2 separate regions of the Triticum aestivum genome follow, and region 2 is linked to region 1. A link is a contact called in public Hi-C data. All regions are on one chromosome and are shown on one strand. Each heading gives the region's core, a stretch centred on a gene start, on an enhancer-like site or on the middle of the called end of the contact. The rest is flanking DNA. Distances are from core to core; before and after follow the strand shown. Region 1 holds the start of LOC123071953 (AP-4 complex subunit epsilon). Region 2 holds the start of LOC123071954 (transcription factor bHLH77).

Region 1 (7,008 bases), core at 2,021-4,520:
CTTCCAGTTGAGGAGGCTGCTAGAGTCTTGTTGACATATCCCACCATATGAAGCTGAATAACATAACAGCAGTTGAAGCATAAATAACATTACAATTTCTCTCCAGGGCTCACTATCAAGCTAGAAAAGCAAAGGCCATGGCCAGTTCAGTGCAAACATTTTTTTCCCATCTCAAGATATAAAACTCATTGGCTGATTATCACAGTTAAAAAAAGTCCATACTGGCAGTATAACGTTTAGCATTAATAAACTCAGTGGCAAGGGGTTACAGGAAGAGTTCAGAGTACATACAGCTGATGATCTCAATTGACTATCAGCACCTTCATCCTCCTCTCCAAATCCTTCAGCGATAAGCCGCATTAAATTGTGTGCCACTCTAATGTTGACAAGGTCCCCAGCATGCTCAAAGACTTTGTTCATGGTCTGGAAAAATAATTAAAGGATTAATGGATCTTCTAAAAACCAAGCAACGACAGCATAAAAATTACACCAAGTGCTTGACGAGAAATACACACACTCCTGGATTACCTGAATGAACCACTGGTTGCTGGGCGCAAATTGTTCTGCTAGCTCAACACAACGTGATGCAATTTCCGCCTTATAGTGGTGATCAGTTATGCTGATCATGTACTCGATCATCCGATCAACAATCACTTCAACATTAGTTGATTTTGTCATCTTATAAAGAAGCTCAAAAGTCTTACGCTTCAAAGTGTCATCAGGGTCCTATTCATAAGAACATCCAATGGTGAGAAATCGGAAGTACTAATGAGAACAACAGAAGTGCTGATGCAATTACATGCATCAAACAAAGTCACGGATAATAACTATGGAAATGGATATGACATAGTGGCAACTAAACTAGGTGGAGTGGTAACCACGATGAATCAAACAAATTGACATAGCTTTAGCTCACTATAAATACTTTTTCCTAGAGTTAATACAAGGAAGCGTGGAAACGAACAACAAATATCACCATTTCTGACAAAATTAAGTTCAGTAGCTGCAGCATGATTTTAATGAAGGATCTTATATTCATTTTATTGCAGCACAAGACAAATATATTTGAAATGGATGGCAGGAGCACACTAGATTGTCTATTGATTAACATGGATTCTGAAGATGTTAAAGTTTTCACATCCCTCACCTCTAAGCAATCGATAACAGCCAATTGGTGCTGTTCTGCAATATCAGGATTTATTTTTATTAGTCGTCCAAGAGCATCAATTCCCATGTACTTAAGATTATGGCTATCGCTCTGCAAACAGCATAGGTGCAAGCAAAAAATGTTAGCTTAGTGATGTAGCAACCACAGCATCATTGAAGTCACTTATTTTTCCCTAAAATGTCAAGACCTTCAAAAATTTCGATGTTGTTTCAGCAGCAGCGTCTAGCATCTTAGAGTTTGGGAAAATGCATGAGACACAGCATATGCATTCATACAATATTGCATTCCCAATGTTGCTCGCTGTGTCACCCTTCCTGAATATGTCGCCCAAGACAGTGTACATATGACCACTCGCTGACTTGTCGCCGCTGCCCAGCACAGCAAGTATTTTCAGTAGTTTTATCTGAAAATAGCAACAGAAAAATCAGAGGAAATAAGATGGTGCCAATTAAAGAACTCCAAATCAGAACCTACCTATTAACCTAGCATCATTGAACACATCGACCAAGTTAAAAGTAAAGCTCACAGACCTGAATAAATGGTGCAGGCATTTGATGGTAATCGTAGGAAGTTGGAAGCCTCCTCTCCGCAACTTGTTTGAGGATGTTAACAAAACTAACAACTAAATCCTTGTACGCATTTGGATCTTCCAAGATCAGGTCATAGAGTGGGCACAGAGTTGCACCCATCACCCCAGGATCATTATCACAGAGTCTCTGCAAAACAACAAGCACCACTGCTCAGAACCCATTTCAGAAATAATAATTAATGCATTTACATCTGCTACAAGAGTTCCTAAAAATCCCAACGAAGCACTGTGGTTGCTTATCAGAGCTCCCTCTATGTCATGGTTTGAGTTTTAAAAAGTTGCTCTATCCTACATTAAATATAAACAGTAAATTGCATTGAACAGATAAAGAAAATGTGCGTCTTCAGGCTTAGTGAACCCACATCTTTGCACCAGAATTGCAACATGAGACATGAAAGACAAGTAAACACCTCAGGTGTGCAAAACTCACATCTAACATCCAGCTCAAGCTCAATAAATGCAATTAGAGGCAATAGCTAGTTGCTGCAACTCAAAATATACATTGAACACGTACAAAACATGAAGCTTTAGCACGATTAACAGTAGCGCATGTGCCTTTGAGCGAGATAAATTAACAGTAGCGCACGCGCCTCTGAGATAGGAGTAAGAAGCTTCGGCATGAGAGGGGCAAATTATTCTACTGTACTTGTATTGTAGTTGGGGAAAGAAATTGGAATTTGAACATGAGGTAAAATGTTTGGGGGGACCTGACCTTGCGGAAGTTGGAGACGAGGTGGGAAACGGATGAAGGGGATCGCTGGTAGAATCGGTGGAGCGCCATGACGGCCTTCTTCCTGACGGCCTCCTTGGGGTGCGCGAGGAGATCGACGACCTGGGGCAGCACGGCGGGGATGGCCTCCTCCCCGATGAGACGGCTGGCGGCGGTGAGCGCGGCGCAGACGACGAGGTAGTTGTCGGACCTGAGGTCCTTCTGGATGGTGTTGACGACGAGGATGACGAGGTCGTGGCGCTCGTCGATGAAGAGCGCGACGGCGAGGTAGCCGGTGCGCTTGAGCGGGAGGGACTCGTCGTGGGTCATCTTGACGGCGTGGATGTGGCCGAAGGAGGCGTCGTGGCCGAGCATCTCGGCGTAGACGAGGCGGAGGAGGAGCTCCTTCATCTTGCGGCGCGGCACGTCGGGGTCGGCGAGGCGGCGCTTGAGGTGCTCCAGCTCGCGGGAGATGATGCGGTCCTCCTCCGCCTTGGAGCGCGCCTCGCCGATGGACTTGACCAGGTCCAGGAACTCCTTCGACTGCCCCCACCCGCCCTGCGACCCCATCGCCAGCTCCCGCCCGATCGTCCGGAGCTGCTCCATTGCGTGCGTGCGTGCGTCCGCCCGCCGGGAGACGCGGAGGGGGGCGGAGGATGGGGGGTCGCCGCCGGCGACGGGCGTCCGGCGAGGAGGACGGGGGAGGTGTGAGGGAGTGGAGATCTGGATCGGCCGGGTAGGGGGAAGGTGGGTTTCCTCGGGGTAGAGTGGGGATCGGCCTAGTTTTCTTTCTTCTCCTTCTTTTTTGGCTGTTTCCTTGGGTTAGTTTTTGCTTTCCCAAGGGAGGCCTTGTTCTATTGTGCATCGTTTTGCAAAGATAAATCCTTTTGGTTGGAGAAATTTGCAATCTAGTAGTAAAACTGTGTTTAAATTTGCACATATGTGTGTGTAAGGAGAAGGCGGCTTTTAATGTGACAAGCGCACTTATGTGTGTGTTGTTGCGGAAGGGTGAAGCACCGGCGGCATTTCGCACTTATGTGTGTTGCCATGGAAGGGTGAAGCACTGGCGGCATTTCGCACTTATGTGTGTGTTGTCGCGGAAGGGTGAAGCACCGGGGAGGAGGCATGTGTGAGGAAAGGGGACAAGGGTGGCGACAGCCGCCACATCACAGAGAGAGAGGGTGCGCGCGCGCGTGAAGGGGACATGGTCGGTGACGGAGAGGGAGGGGGGGGGCGTGTACCAACAGAGAGAACTATTTTTTTCGTCATCGATTTACAGGCACCAAAAGTGTATAATCAATCATATTCCACAATAAAGTATATAAAAAATAAAAAGCAGAAGATATAGGGTTGCCGAGAGGACGCCACACAAGCCAGAAAATTACTTGTGATGGAGAGAAAGGGGAGAAAGTGGCCAAGTGGCACGCAATCAGCTCTAGTCACTGCATTATCACGAATGAATACCTAATTTCAAAAGGATAATAGTTTCAGTAGATAATAGCGTGCACACATGAATTATCATACATCAAGCACCCCGTCCGACCCTCGTTCGCCGTGTCAATCTAGAAAATCAATCTCATACTGCATGACCAAAAAATTCCACCTTACAGTTTACAGTACAAAATTCACAGAACTCAAGCATTTCATACCATGGCCACACTTTTTTGTAGGCAACAACCATAGTGCCCTACTGAACTCACACTGCAGTAGCCTGTCCAGGAGTGAAAACTCCCCCATGATATTAGCTTTATCGGCCGATGGGGCACAAAACCTCAGGTGAGCTCACACTGCACTAGCTTCTCCTCTCCGGCACTGGACTTGCTCCTGGTAATAATTTACAGCTGATAACTTGCTTCTTTTTTAGCTAGCTATCGGTCGGCCAAAGTTTCAAACAACTTCCAAAAGGAGAGAAAGCCACCGGGATCTACTGGTTGCAGAGAAAGCTTACTAAGAAACTTAATCCGCTTCCCCAAGCCCATCACTCCCATCCCCTCTTTTGCTGATCGCAGCCATACCACCGCGTTTCTTGCCGCCGCCGGATGCCGCCTCCGCATTTTTCCTCAACACGGCGCCAGGTGAGGGATACGGTCTTTGTTGGAACAGAGGGCCCTGTTAATCAAAGCATAGAAAGAAGACACGTTGTTCTCAGTACTATATTATTAGGGTTTGATCTGTATTTGGAATCACATGTATTGTGGTTCTTTAGGGAGATCCCATGTGTGATGGCTTCCATATAATTCCCACTTCCCCATAACAGATCAAGAGACACGGGAAGTGTGCACTGAAGTACAAACTGATACTCCCTCCATTCCAAAATAGATGACTCAACTTTATACTAAATTTAGTACAAAGTTGGGTCATCTATTTTGGAACGGAGGGAGTAGTAATTAACAAGCGCTACCCAGTTTACAAGGCTCAAACAACCATGCTTTGTGGAAGCCTGATTCAACATCTCACATAAGACGTCCTAGATCAGTCCCACACCATTTGGCACGATGAAGGTAGGCCAGGCAGTAAGGTTTGCTCCCAACAAAACAGTATGTTATGCTACAGCGGGTGTTTGGGTACCGAGATAAGATACTTAACATTTAAATGAAAATCAGAGGGTAGGCAAGTATAGTCAAGATTAGATAAAGGTAAGTTGCAAATCAGATGACGTACAGATGCAGTTGTATCCGCTGCTCGTGGCTGTACACCCTTCAGGCCAACAACCCTGACAAAGAAAGAGGATTAACTTGTCAGTCCAGGGACAGTTAACTTAATATACATGCATTCTTCCTTGATTGGCCAAGCCAGACTGAAGCACATCGCAACTAGTAACCACAAATGCCATTCTCAAACAAACAAAAAAACACAAATGCCAGGAAGATTATAAATTAACTGAAATAATAAGCTTCCAGGAAGAGAGAGATCATGTACCAGCCACCCCGTGGAGCATCTGAGTAAGAGCTTGGATCCATTGGGTCAAGCTCATCCTCCTCAGCGCGGCCTCTTTTTCGGTTATCTTTTTTGTTTATTTTTCCTGAAGGGGGTTTTGAACTTGATCTGCACGCATATGACAAACTCGGTAAATAATATGATGCTTGTGTGCTCAAGTATATGATGGGTGGAAATAGGTTAGCAGTATAAACTATTCCTCCGTTCCTAAATATAAGTCTTTCTAGAGATTCGAATAGGGACTACAGAGCAAAATGAGTGAATCTACACTCCAAAATATGTCTATATACATCCATATGTAGTTTCTATTGGAATCTCTAGAAAGACTTATATTTAGGAACGTAGGGAGTAGAAGCATAACCGAATTTGGCTACCAATTGATGTGCCAAATGTAAATCTCATTTACCTGTCCTTAGCTGCAATGTTTCCTTGACTTTTGGGAGCATTGGCGACACTTGAGGGCACGATATTGTTCGAGTAAGACGGATACTGTTGAAAAGGCAGATTTTGAACCCTGCAGATGCGAATAACAAGCCAACATTAGCTAGATTCCTTAAATTGTTTATTTGTTACATTTGGTACATATGTGTATTAGTTGTTTATATATATACACAGAAAATGGAAATTATGTAACCGTTGTGTTGTATCGCCTTCTATCTTTTGAAAATGAAAATTGGTTCAGGCTGGCTTTTGCCCGCCATAGTCATCGTCAAAATATATACAGAAAACAAACATAAGTCAGATCTGGTGTTTGATTACAAGTGCATCTGCGAGGATATAAACATTACTCCCTCCGTTCCTAAATATAAGCCCTTTTAGAGATTTCAATATGGACTACATACGGAGCAAAATGAGTGAATCTACACTCTAAAATACGTCCATATACATCCGTATGTAATTCGTATTGAAATATCTAGAAAGGCCTATATTTAGAAAAGGAGGGAGTAGTTTGAAGATGCATATGAATCCAAGTATGTGTGCTTTCAGATAAGATCACGCCATCCACACGATAGAGATAACTCTCACAAGAACTTCACAAAAAAATTCTACCTTACAAGGTTAGATTATCAACAGAGTACCTTGTGCAGTGATTGCAATATCCCCACGGCTGGACAAGACCGACTCCCCAGCCACCACAGCCTGAACATCTTTGTATGTGAGGGTTCCAAAGATCAGTATTTTGAGTGGTAGGCTGAACTGCAACAAGGGTGGATGCTTGTGGCACAATAACTGGGTTCACAGAAGTAGGTGGCTCCCACTGTGTTGCCTGTGTCTTTGTGTTATAGTAGTATTTCTGGCCTAAAATAACGAACAAACCATATCAATGTGTCACCAAGGAAGTACTCCTTACGTTGAGAAATATGTGGGGTTTTAGAAAGCATATAGACAAACTTCTCTAACTTTGACTACTAACACATTTGTCAAAATGGCATTAATAGATCTGTCAAAAAATTATTTTCATGACATGACAACTTATAAGTTATAATATCATACTATGTATTCATATGAAAAGGGAAAGTTATTTAAATAGCATCATATATCCTTGACGAGCATGATTTAAGCCACAGGTGTTTCTCTGACCGGATGGTGGTTGAATTTTACTTA
Region 2 (7,008 bases), core at 1,808-4,307, 490 kb before region 1:
ACTGAGTAGAGCACAGTTGTCATGATTTATGCATTATGTGTAGCTAATGTTGGGTGCATCATGACTGGATCTTTTCTACCATGAATTACAATGTTTAGTCGTTTCTTGAACTTTGGAGGTGCTCTGCATTTATGTTTTCCGGTCTTAGAAAGGGCTAGCGAGATACCACTATTGTCATATTATATCATGGTTGTTTTGCCAACATGTTGCTGTTTGAGATATTTTATTATTGATCGCTAGCTGATTATGTCATTGATATGAGTCATTATAATCTTTAAATGTTACTGTTGACATGGTTAGTTATAATGTTGGATGAAAACCTAGGTGTTGTTTAAGCTTATTTATGCAAACAAGAGCAAAAGAGTTCGTAAAAGTTTTTCTTTCTCACTTTTAGTTTATCAACTTAATTCCTTGAGGACAAGCAAAGGTTTAAGCTTTGGGGAGTTGATACATCTCCAATGTATCAACTTTTTCTCACGCTTTTCCTCTTGTTTTGGACTCTAATTTGCATAATTTGAATGAAACTAACCCCGGACAGACGATGTTTTCAATAGAACTACCATGGTGTTATTTTTGTGCAGAAATAAAAGTTCTCGGAATGGAACGAAACTTTGCGAGGATTTTTATATCAATAATAAGAATTTCTAGAGCCAAGACCTGCAGAAGAGGCGCACCTGGGTGGGCACAACCCACCAGGGCGTGCCCCCTCTCCTAGCGCCGAGGTGGGTTGTACCCACCTGGTGGCCCCGCAGACGATCCCCTTGATACTATAAAATCACATATTTCCAGAAAAAATAAGGGAGAAAGAATTATCGTGATCCACGAGACGGAGCTGCCGCCGAGCCCTGTTCTTCCTCGGGAGGGCAGATCTGGAGTCCGTTTGGGGCTCCGGAGAGGGGGATCTTCGTTCTTCGTCATCACCAACCCATATCCATCACCAATTCCATGATGCTCCCCACCGGGAATGACTCATTCCTTCGCAGGCTCGCTGGTCGGTGAGGAGTTGGATGAGATTCACCATGTAATCGAGTTATTTTATTAGGGCCAGATCCCTATTATCCACTATGTTCTTAGATTGATGTTGCTATGACTTTGCTATGCTTAATGCTTGTCACTTTGGACCGGGGTGCCATGAACTCAGATCTGAACGGTTTATGAATTCATCATTATATCCCCACGCAACGGCGTGCACGTCTCCTAGTAGAGCTTGCACACCTCCGCCTTGACGTACGACCGCGGCGAGGTGGGGCCCCGCCCGACGTGATATGAAACACGGACGGTGGAGGCGGGGTGGGGGAGCGGCGACAGCAACCGGACGACGGCCCAACCTCGTGGTCGTGCCTCGTATTGCGCCCGGGGAACCATCGCCCCACCATTGTCGCCGATGGAGAGGTGGATGGGGGCTAGGGTTTGCTTGTGTCGGGGCTCGAGGAGGCAAGACGGCCATGAAGTGGAAACTGTGGATTGGCCGGTCCACGACTTCCAATTTAAGAAGGACGACGACCCTTTGCCGTGTGAATGACAACCGGGGCCCGCCGTGCGTGCACATTGAATTTGGGCGGCGGAGGTAGGTGGACGACCGCCACGCGTCCCCAAGGCGGCCGCCCAGCAAGCGCGTGCCCGTCTATTCGACGTCTGTGTGGACGCAAACCGGGCGCATGTTTGCGCTAGAAATGGGGCGGGCCAGACACCAAACAGACAAATTTTGAGGATGCGGTCGCGCGTTGGGCCATGTCATCTGTCCATTTTTGCCGAAACGGAAGCGGGCGGACAGGATGGGGTCGCGCGTTGGAGTTGGCCTAAAGATTCTTCGGATCCTTCCTTGACGAGGACATCGGTTCTACGGTTGGGGATGGATTTAGAAACTAGTCTGTTCTAGAAAGGATGGCATGGCGAGAACGACATCGTCGTGGAGGACCTGTGTCCTCGTGCTCCGCCGTTGTGACGTTTGCTCCAGCGTCCACGCGGAGCTTGGGAGGTGGTCCAGGAGCGGACGCAGATTGTCGTCTGCACCAACGACATCTAGAAGACGAAACGTGTGCGCGATTCGTGGTTCATGGATGACAGGTATGATTTCCTACTTCGGCGTCTTAGTCGTGGTGGGGTGACAGATCTGGAGTTCGATGGCATGTTCGGGTGTTGCCCCGGTCTGATTCGTTCAACGGTAAGGGCCCTCACTTTGGTGAGCCACCTTGGATATCCGCAAAGCTGCATATCAGTGATGGACCGACATGACAAAACTGAAAAGATAGCAGAACATCTATGAGCTTCATATCAACGAACGTCGCCTGCCTCCGACACCACCACACCAGACACCGAAGAAATAACGATTGATCACCTCCTCACCCGAGCTCGACGTGACTCCATCACTGATATAAGAAAAGGAGTAATTATTATGATGGAGCTGCTGTATTATCATGAAAAAAAAGGTAATTCCAGAAAGGAAATCAGGAAGTAAAATTTCAGAGACAACTTCGAAAAATCAGAGGAAGAAAAAAATGGAAGAGAAGACGAACATGGTTTTGAGACCCGCTAATTTGATAAAGAAGCCATCTCGCAGAAGGGGCTAAAAACCCCAATCAGATCAGATGAGATGAGCCTCAACAGAGTGCCCGGCCGGGCTCCGTCCAATCCAGTGGGCCGCCGCTGCATGCATCCTCAAATCAAAATACTCCGTAGTAGACAATGCCCGTCAAAAAAAAGAAGAGAAGAAGTAGACAGTGACGATGATTAAAAATCTCCTTATTTTGCTGGCTAGGCTAGGAGCTGGTGGTGGTGGTAGTAGGATCCAACCCAAAATACCAAGCAGCGTCGCTTGTCCCCTCGCGCCCCCGTTCCACGATTTAATGATTGGTTCCATGGGCATCAGCAGCTCAGGACCATCGCCTTCACCTCTCGATTGAAATGAAAACTTGGAAAATATCCCAGGTTCAGAAAAACAGGGCGCAAGCAGCCGTAAAACAATTTGTTTATCAGGCCCAAATTTCGCCATGTTTGTCTGTGCTACTAGCACAGCGTTTCTTTATGTTTGCGTCGTCGTCGGTCGCCATTCGCCCTTTTAACCCCGCCCTCGCCGAGCTCTCTCCGGTGCTTCTTCCTTCCTCCCTGGTTTCATGGCAGGAAAGGGTGAGGTGACGATGCCCATGGCCCGTCCAATTTGACCCATGCCATCCTGGACCTATATCATACACGCACACATACTCTACTAGTAGTACTCGTCTCCCACCACCACTCTCCGTCCCACAACCTCAACCTCGTCCCGTCTTCTGCTTTTAGCTCGCCTGCGGCTGCGGTGGGAGCTTTTCGCTTTGGTTTAGGTGCTTCTTTCTTTCCCACTCCCCACTTTCTCCCCCCTCCCCCTCTCCCTCCTTCATTCGTGCGTTGTCACGCACACCAAAAGCTCCTGCCTTTGCCTTATCTCAGCACCACCCTGCTCGTAGTGGGATTTGGTGGGAGCTGCTCTGCGCTGCTCCGCTCAACCTACTTGCCTGCCTCCCTCGCCTCGCGCGCTTCTCTGCTCCCTCTCTTCGGGCCCTGCGTCACTCTCATCCCGTCACCGCACCGCACGAACGCACGCACGCGCGCGCGGCGCTCTTCTCTCCTCCTCCCGGCGGGCTCGGTATTCGGACGGTTTCTTGGTCTGCGGTTGGATTGGCTGGGCGCAGTTGCTTGGGCGCGGCGAGCGGCGACGGATCTTTGCGGAATTCCGGCGAGGGAGGACGGGAGATGAACTGCGGCCCGCCGGACCAGCTGCCGCCGGCCACGGCGGGCTTCCTCAACCTTAACTGGGACAGCTCCATGGACGCGGGGGGCCACCCCTCGCCGGCCTCCGGCTCCGCGGCGGCCACCGAGGGGCTGGCGCTCCACGGGATCTCGCCCCGGCCGCAGCACTACGGCGCCGGCACGCCGCTCGGCTCGCCCACCAAGCTCAACCTCTCCATGATGGGCCAGTACCGCCACCACAACCACCACTACCCGCCGCCGCAGGTGGGGGGCGCCGGCCTGCCCACCCTGGAGAACCTGATGCCCATGGGATCCCTGGACCAGTTCCTCGCCGACCCGGGCTTCGCCGAGCGCGCCGCCAGGCTCTCCGGCTTCGACGCCCGCGGCGGCTACGGCGGCGGCCCGGCGCAATTCGGCCTCCCGGACGACGGCCCCGTCGGCGCGCTCAAGGAGCTGGAACTCGGGAGTGCCCGGGACGACTCGTCGGTGTCCGATCCGGCGTCGGCCGGCGCGGGGATGGCGCTCAAGGGGGGCTCCGACGGCAATGCGAGGAAGCGGAAGGCCGCCGGCGGCAGCAAGGGGAAGGGCAAGGACGCCTCCATGTCCACCACCTCCGCCAAGGATCTCCTCGCCAAGGTACGCCGCGCGCGAACAGAATTCCGCTCAGTTCAGTTCTCGAAGGAGCGAAACGTCGATGATCTCACCCGACGAGCACCACCGTCGTCGCCGTGCAGGAGGACTCGGCGTCGAAGCGCTGCAAGTCCACGTCCATGGAGGACGCCGAGGAGAATTCCGGCAAGGGGAACGCCGCGCAGAGCAGCAGCGAGAACGGCGGCAAGAAGCAGGGCAAGGACGGCGCCTCCAAGCTCCCCGAGCCGCCCAAGGACTTCATCCACGTCCGGGCTCGGCGCGGCGAGGCCACAGACAGCCATAGCCTGGCCGAGAGGGTACAATTCTCGGCCTCTCGCTTGCATTGTGTGTGTGTGTGTGTGTGTGTGTGTGTGTGTGTGTGTGTGTTGGACTGATGATCATTTTCATGGTACAGTAGAATTCATTTCTCATGCTCTGCTTCCTCTTCTTCTTGCTCAGGTGAGAAGGGAGAAGATCAGCCAGCGGATGAAGCTGCTGCAGGACCTCGTGCCCGGCTGCAACAAGGTAACTAGTACGAGACTACGTACAATTCTGCACTCATCATTTCGCAATTGTTGTCACTTCATCGCTTGGTGTGCCCAGATTTGAGACCCGGGAAAATGTTGCCTGTTTCAGGTGGTGGGCAAGGCCGTCATGCTGGACGAGATCATAAACTACGTGCAGTCGCTGCAGCGGCAAGTCGAGGTACACAAATGCATACACACACGACTCGCCCATTGTCAACCAAAAACAGATGCAGAAATGATCATGAAACCCCACGAATTGCCATCTTGAACTTATGCCGTTCTTGTCAACTTTTGCTTGCAGTTTCTGTCCATGAAGCTGGCCACGGTGAACCCGCAGCTGGACTTCAACAACCTGCCCAGCCTCCTCGCCAAAGATGTGAGGACAAAGCATCTACCATATGCATGCATGCTCCCATTGCCGCATCCGGCACCTCCTCTCTGACTGATTTTGCTTCCGATGATCGCAGATGCAGCAGCAGTCATGTGGGCAGCTGCAGCAGGGCTCGTCGCATTTCCCGCTGGAGGCGTCGGGCGCGCCGCTCCCCTACATGGGCCAGGGGAACGGCGACCCTCTCGGCTGCGGCATGTCCGACGGCGGCATGGGCGACGATCAGGGCGCCATGCACCCGCTGGACCAGGCCTTCTGCCGGCCCATGGGTTCCTCACAGCAGCAGCAGCAGCACTTCCTCAGCGACGCCGCCTCTCAGGTATGTCCTGAGCTCGCGCCATGTTTCGTATGGAGCCTGCTGCCATTGTTCAGGATGATGAACGGCTTGTGATGGTTGCAAACGTGCAGGTTGGGGCTTTCTGGCAAGATCTGCAGAGCGTGGTTCAGATGGACATGGGGCAGAGCCAGGAGCTCGCCACCTCCTCCAACAGCTACGACGGTGAGTGCAAATCATCCGGTTTCAGTTTCAGCCTGAATTATGAACATTCACATCACTTTCGACCCGAGATTCGGATGCTAAATTTATTCTTGCTGTTTAGGTTCGTTGCAGACGGTCCACATGAAAATGGAGCTTTGACATCGTCACCGGGGAAGAAGCTCGATCCGACGGGAAGCCTCGACGCCACCGCTGTACATAGAGAGGAGAAGCAGAGCCTGAGAGTCAGTCAGCGAAGCTTGCCATTCGACCATCCATGGAAGCACTCTGAGATTCAACCTAACAGTGTTGGGCCCTTAGCAGTGTCTTAGCTTTCTAATTTCCACCAATCCATCCGTCAGTCCCTTCCGGTGTAATGATTCTTTTGAACAAGAAAGGGAACCCGGCCGTGCAACAGTAGTAGCTTAGGCTAGCTCTGCGTATCATCATCATCATCTCCTTTCTTCTTGTGCTAAGCTTCCAAGATCGATCGGTACATAGCGCGGCACCCTTCCTATCCATTCTCCCTCAAATGAGAGGGGATTGCATTGAAGATGTGTAATAGTATCATTTGTATTGCCATTATATATATATAATACGTACTCCCTCCTTCCATCTATATAGGTCCTAATGTGTTTTTCGAGGCGAACTTTGACCAAACGTTAGAGCAATAATATATGACATGCAACTTACACAAAGCATGCCTTCAAATTTGTATGTCAAAGGAGCTTCCAATAATATAATTTTCATAGTATACATCTCATGTGCTATTAATCTTGTCAATAGTCAAAGGCTGTCTTGAAAAACACATTAGGCCCTATATAGATGGAAGGAGGGAGTACGTTTCTAGCCTATAATTATAAATACCATTATTAAGATGCTTGATTGTGGTGCCCTGCCCACTGTGAATGAATGATTGACATCTCACATCTGGGTTCCTGCATCAACCATGCTAATCTAATCACGCTGGCGATGATGGTGATGATGATGATGAGTGAACTAGTAGAACAAAACTGTTCTTCTCTGGTTGTGTTGCCACTTGGAGAAGGTGAGGGGCAAAGAGAGTGAGAGAAAGGACATGGACAGAAGGAACAAGCAAGCTGTTGATTTGGGATTTGTGGGTGCCTTTTTAGCTGTTGGAATCGGACGGATGAGCAGCCGGGCCCGCAGACAGGGACAGCACTGGCTCTGGCTAGCTCGCTGGGATGCCGATGAGGGCTCCGCCGTATCCGTAGGAGCCTCGCCCTCGCCGGCCCCATCACTAC

Evidence for each region. Hi-C and Micro-C count contacts between places; a contact is called where the count stands out from the background.
Region 2: a Hi-C map of leaf shows a contact between it and region 1, with 9 times the contacts expected there. The contact joins the promoter of LOC123071954 here to the promoter of LOC123071953 in region 1. A contact is called at or near these places in 3 of 5 Hi-C or Micro-C datasets (all in leaf) and 1 of 1 datasets of contacts at active chromatin or transcription factors (leaf).

The regions. Positions count from the first base shown.
Region 1 is chr3B:713,499,758-713,506,765 of IWGSC CS RefSeq v2.1, reverse strand. It overlaps LOC123071953 (AP-4 complex subunit epsilon), which reads right to left and starts at 3,270. Exons shown (of 11, transcript XM_044495534.1): 1 at 2,470-3,270; 2 at 1,699-1,884; 3 at 1,356-1,571; 4 at 1,148-1,258; 5 at 529-726; 6 at 292-423. The coding sequence starts at 3,072. LOC123071951 reads right to left here. Exons shown (of 13, transcript XM_044495533.1): 9 at 6,483-6,702; 10 at 5,810-5,917; 11 at 5,386-5,511; 12 at 5,128-5,179; 13 at 4,030-4,575. The coding sequence ends at 4,423.
Region 2 is chr3B:713,989,562-713,996,569 of IWGSC CS RefSeq v2.1, reverse strand. LOC123071954 (transcription factor bHLH77) reads left to right here and starts at 3,057. Exons shown (of 8, transcript XM_044495535.1): 1 at 3,057-4,359; 2 at 4,458-4,670; 3 at 4,813-4,878; 4 at 4,990-5,058; 5 at 5,182-5,256; 6 at 5,348-5,587; 7 at 5,677-5,767; 8 at 5,868-6,362. The coding sequence starts at 3,727. The coding sequence ends at 5,905. It overlaps LOC123071955 (a long non-coding RNA gene), which reads right to left and starts at 6,639. Exons shown (of 2, transcript XR_006434671.1): 1 at 6,586-6,639; 2 at 6,211-6,345.